2 separate regions of the Mus musculus genome follow, and region 2 is linked to region 1. Evidence: chromatin contacts called from public Hi-C data. All regions are on one chromosome and are shown on one strand. The core of a region is the stretch at or near the end of the contact, and the rest is flanking DNA. Distances in the headings are between cores, read along the strand shown. Region 1 holds the start of Gadd45g (growth arrest and DNA-damage-inducible 45 gamma). Region 2 holds the start of Txndc15 (thioredoxin domain containing 15).

Region 1 (2,785 bases), core at 2-2,501:
AGTAGTTGAAATATTTCAAATTCTCATAAGACAAACGGATTCTTGGTCCTGGGTGGCAGGCTCCTTTCGGTCTCCAGGCCCGGGCGCCCGGTGCAGGCGTTACCCTGATTCTAAATGATGCGCATAATAGCACAGGGTTCTCGGTGCTTGGGGTGTCCCAGCTCAAACCCCCCTGAGAGGTCAACGCGAGGCAATATTTGGTGGGTGGATGAGAGGATCTGGATTTTTCTAGGTCGGCCGGTAGGCGGCGCCCTGGGAAAAACAATGTGGAACAGCCGAGTTCCCGGAGTCTGAACCCCGGAACCTCTGGGGTTTGGGGCACAGTAGCCTTGGTGTACAGCTCACTCTCGAGCTTAGCACGCGTGCATCAGAATCCCAGCAGTCAGAATAAGCCTAAGAGGTGCGCACCCAGTGGCGGGGGAGCGGCACGCTGCTCCGACCCCCACGCGCCGGGCAACCCCGCGACCCCGGCTCCCGACGGGGCTCGGCCCACCCCACCGGCGGCAGGTGGACAGTGTTGCTATGAAAGAGAAAGCGTCGATTGTCCCCACCGCGAACTGCCACACGCCAGACCTCCTCTTTTGTGTGCCCCGTATAGAAATGCAAACGAGCCGCGTGTGCCGGCAGCAATCTGCTGGTCCCTGCTGCCCGCGTCCCACAGCGATCTGCTAGGGGTAGGGGTGGGGGATGGGAGGGCTTAGACCTTGCAGCCGCGACCCCGAAAGGCGCAGAGTCCTGAGTCCCTAGTGGCAGCCTAGGCCTAATGTCAGCTGCAGTTGCAAACCTTTGACTTTAAGTTTCGGTTTCGATGTAACAACCCTATAAACTTCAAACTGAAAATTGAGGAAAAATTAGAAAGGTCGCAAAAAAAAAAAAAAAAAAAAGAGCAAAAAAAAAAAAAAAAAGAGGGGGCTTTTACATTCTCCAAGTGTGCATTCTACAAATTCCAGTATCGTATCAGCAAACAACGTACTTTTTTTTTAAACTTTTTCCTTTTAAGGACTTACAAAAAAAGAAAGGCGAGATGAAATCTGCAGGCTCCAGTCTGCCTGGTAACACCCTGACAAAAGCGGCAGATTTGAGGCTGTGTCATCCCCCGCACCCCTCCCCACGTGGCCTTCTGGCACGAGCCGCAGGCCTGCCGCCTCATTTGCATCAGAAAGCGGGCGCTGGCCAATGGGAGTGCAGCCTCCCGCCAGCTGGCGGCGGCGCGCCGAGCCTGTCTATAAAAGGGCTCTCCCGGCCCAGCCTGGCGCACTCGCTGGTGGTGGGCGCGCATCGGACTCTGGGAATCTTTACCTGCGCTCGGGTTCCCTCCGCACTCTTTTGGATAACTTGCTGTTCGTGGATCGCACAATGACTCTGGAAGAAGTCCGTGGCCAGGATACAGTTCCGGAAAGCACAGCCAGGTGGGTTTTGGGGTGCCGAGAGTTGGCCTTGTCTGGTAGTGGTCTTACAGGGTCCTCTAGGATAGAAGTTTGCAGGGTGGGAGCCGTGCACTGTCTGGCTGTGAGGTGCCGAGGCGCGGGACCAGAATTACTGCATTCGATTCGTGTCTAGAGCTAGAGTTTGGGGTGCCAGCACCTGATCGTAGTTGGGGAGCCTGATATACGGGCGCCAGATCAGAAGTAGGGAACTGGGAGTGCAGGCGCCAGGTCGAGACTGGGTGATGGGGAATGAGGGCGCCAGATCATGACTAGGGTGCCAGAGGTGTGGGCGTCAGGTCGGGACTGGGGATCCGGGTGTGTGGGCGCCAGGTCGGGACTGGGGATCCTGGTGTGTGGGCGCCAGGTTGGAGTTGGGAGGCAGGAATGCTGGCGCCAGGCAGGTCTAGGCTAAGGGGCCAGCTGGGACTTGGAGGTCAGGGCAGGGATCTCTCCGTCGCGTCCCCGTGCTGGTCCCCACTCACGGCGCTTGTTCTTTCACAGGATGCAGGGCGCCGGGAAAGCACTGCACGAACTTCTGCTGTCGGCGCAGCGCCAGGGCTGTCTGACCGCTGGCGTCTACGAGTCCGCCAAAGTCCTGAATGTGTGAGTGTAGAAAGGCCCCGCGTGCAGGGATTGGGGTTGGCGCGGCGCGGAGACCTGGGGGTGGCATCGACTCTGACCTTGTCCTTCCCATCTGCTCTGCAGGGACCCTGACAATGTGACCTTTTGCGTGCTGGCTGCCGATGAAGAAGATGAGGGCGACATAGCGCTGCAGATCCATTTCACGTTGATTCAGGCGTTCTGCTGTGAGAACGACATTGATATCGTGCGCGTGGGAGACGTGCAGAGGCTGGCGGCGATCGTGGGCGCCGACGAAGAGGGGGGCGCGCCGGGAGACCTGCATTGCATCCTCATTTCGGTGAGTGTCCCCCACTGTTTCCCTACGCCAGTCCCCCAAACCATCCTGGCCAACGACAAGCATGGCTGACCCATGTATTTTTTTTTTTTTTAAATTCAGAATCCTAATGAGGACACATGGAAGGACCCTGCCTTGGAGAAGCTCAGTTTGTTCTGCGAGGAGAGCCGCAGCTTCAACGACTGGGTGCCCAGCATCACCCTTCCCGAGTGACAGCCTGGCAGGGACCTTGGTCTGATCGACTTGGTGACACTCTAGCGCGCTGCTGGCTCTGGAGTGGCCCTCCGAGGGCGCTCGAGTGCGCGTGGAGACTGGCAGGCGATGTTGCCTGGAGAGCGAGGAGCGCGGCCTCCCAAGAAGGGGGTCTGGCGGCAGCGGGGACACCTTGTTCCGAGCCCAGGACTCTGCCAGTGTCCGGAGAGGCTGCTAGCACAGGAAGGCC
Region 2 (2,803 bases), core at 37-2,536, 3.9 Mb after region 1:
AAAATTTTTTATTTAAATAAAAATTATTTACATTTTATGTTTCTGGGTGCTTTGCTTGCTTGTATATATGTGTGCACAGTATGGTACTGATGGAGGCAGTACTGGATCCTAGGAGCTGGAGGTGAAGAAGGCTGTGAGCTGCCATGTGGGTGCTGGAGATCAAACCCTGGTCCTGTGTTCTTAATGAGTGAGTCACTCCTCCAGGCTCAGGCTCTGAGCTTTAAATGCCAGACACTTACAGGACTTAAGTACTCAGGTTAGAGGCACATGCTTTGGAGTTTGAGTGACAGTGGACTAGTACCCAGCTACTAAGTTACTAAGTATTACAGCGTCTTGACTCAGATTGCCAAGACCTTTGGTTCATAACCCTTGGCCTTCTTCGAGAGCAGTATGTACTCTTAATCTCAAAGTTATCTTCCCCTCTCCCCTCCCCCTTTCTGCTCTCATCTCTTCAACTCCCTTCCCCTCCACTCTTTTCTCCTTCCTTTTCCCACCTCTCATTTTTGAGACAAGGTCTCATTCTGAAGCCCAGGCCAGTTCTGGAATTCATGATGTAGCCCAGACTGGCTTGGAACCCACAGTAATTCTCCTGCCAGAAGAGGGCATCAGATCTCATTATGGATGGTTGTGAGCCACCATGTGGTTGCTGGGATTTGAATTCAGGACCTCTTGAAGAGCAGTCATTGCTCTTAACTGCTGAGCCATCTCTCCAGCCCCCCTAAGTGTCATTATCTTAGGAGTCCCAGTGTTAAAACCAACCAACCAATTTGCCAGAAGTAGCAAATTATAGGATAGACAGTTACATACACACATACAGCAGTTATGCGAAGTTCAAATTTTTTTTTTTTTTTTAAAACTTCAGTCTTCGGACCTTCGGAAGAGCAGTCGGGTGCTCTTACCCACTGAGCCATCTCACCAGCCCGCGAAGTTCAAATTTAACTGGATCTATCCTCTGTCTGGCAACACAAGCTAGTGCAACATGCTGAAGTAATACATCAGACTATCTGTGATTTCCCAAGGTTCTGTCCCTCCTCCATTGTGCACAAGTTTCTTGGCCTTTTTGTCTCTTGAAATGAAAGGTATTAACTCCGCACACAGGTTCAGTACGTGTCGCAAGCAGCGAGGAGTTCTCATGGGAATGGCTATTGATGGCTGCTCGAATCCTACTTTGATACTTGTTCCCCAAAAGCGGCTTCCAGTACAGGTCGCACAGGCCTGGCTAGAGGCCGACCGCCCGACTCCAAGATGGCGTCTGCAGCGTCGGCCAGGAGTCAAGATGGCGGCCCGCGGCCACGCCTGCGCTCTGGGCTCTCCTCCCCGTAGTCTCCCTGGGGCGGGGGGTGCGACTCCGGTTGCCGGTGCGCCGATTTTCTTCCACCGCGGTGGCTGTCGCCGCGGCTCCCTGTCGCGCGCCATGCAACTCCTCTGCTGGTGGCAAGTCCTGCTGTGGGTGCTGGGCCTTCCGGCCCACGGCCTGGAGGGTGAGTGCGGATCGGGGTCCGGCGAAGGCGGCTGCGTGGGGCGACGCGCTGCCACCCGCGGGCGGTGCGGGACGGTGCGTGGCGGTGGGGGTGCTGGGCGGCGGAGGCCGAGCCTGCCCAGGCCCCTCGGCGGGCCTGGCCCGATACCCTCTGCGATGCGCACTTTATGATCAGCCGTCAAACGCAGACACCTGACTTTTGTTGTGTCCTGATTAGAATCCCAGAGCTCAGATCTCCTCCAGTCCTTCCAGCCGCCGCGGGAGACTGCTTCCGTTAATACCTTCATTTCACAGGCTGGAGACGAGGAGGCTCGGAGGGAATAAGCTATTTGCCTGTTCGCACTTAGTAGTAATATCAGAGCCTGAGGTCTCTCCGACTTCAAAGTTCACGCTGGAGTTCGCTCTTGCTGGGCCACTGTTTGAAAGTGGCCACTCTAGATTAGTTGGGATCTGTCTGAAGAAAACACCAAAAACCAACATCAGATTCCTGGGGCCCGTGTTTATGTGGGGACCCCTTTAAGTGGGTAAAGGAGCCACTCTGTGCTAGAGTGGGGAGCAGAGAGAGGCCTTCTTAGTTCATGGCTCTTTTATCCACTCCTATTAAAAGACCATTTCTTTCTTTCTTTTCTTTTGGATTCATTTATTTATTTTTAGTTGATTAGTTAGTATTTTTTTGAGACAATGTTTCTCTCTGGAACCTGGCTGTCCTAGAAATTACTCTGTAGGCCAGAGATCAAGAGATCTGCTTGTCTCTGCCTCCCGAGTGCTGGGATTAAATTCCACCACTGCCTGATTTACATCAAACATTTTTTGTTGCTATTGTCCTTTGTTTTGAGACAGCTCAGACCGACCCCCCCTCCCCCCAATCCTCCTGCCTGCCTAGGGCTGTTTCCATTTAGGGATGCCCAACCTGGAACTGAGACTCAGGACCTAAATCCTCTTTCAATATTATGCAGCCATAGATGAGGGCCTGAGATGGAAGCCAGTGTCTGTCAGATCTCACAGCCAAAAATTGAAATTTTCAATCTATTTAATCACTAGCCTTTAAAATGAAGATGTAAGTGGGGCAGTGGTGGTGCACACCTTTAATCCCAGCATTTGGGAGGCAGAGGCAGTCGGATTTCTGAGTTCGAGGCCAGCCTGGTCTACAAAGTGAGTTCCAGGACAGCCGGGGCTGTACAGAGAAACCCTGTCTCGAAAAACCAAAAAAAAAAAAAAAAAAAAAAAAAAGATGATATATGGAATAGTTGGCTCTCTAGACTTCTTTCTCAAAAAGAAGGCACTGGAACAAGCAGAGAATGGGGTCAGAGTGTTGTAATAAGT

What was found. Hi-C and Micro-C count contacts between places; a contact is called where the count stands out from the background.
Region 2: a contact with region 1 is called in a Hi-C map of B cells, with 7 read pairs. The contact joins the promoter of Txndc15 here to the promoter of Gadd45g in region 1.

What each region holds. Positions count from the first base shown.
Region 1 is chr13:51,845,424-51,848,208 of GRCm38.p6, forward strand. Gadd45g (growth arrest and DNA-damage-inducible 45 gamma) reads left to right here and starts at 1,252. Exons shown (of 4, transcript NM_011817.2): 1 at 1,252-1,409; 2 at 1,929-2,030; 3 at 2,133-2,346; 4 at 2,446-2,785. The coding sequence starts at 1,357. The coding sequence ends at 2,556.
Region 2 is chr13:55,713,364-55,716,166 of GRCm38.p6, forward strand. It overlaps Txndc15 (thioredoxin domain containing 15), which reads left to right and starts at 1,287. Exons shown (of 5, transcript NM_175150.3): 1 at 1,287-1,481. The coding sequence starts at 1,415.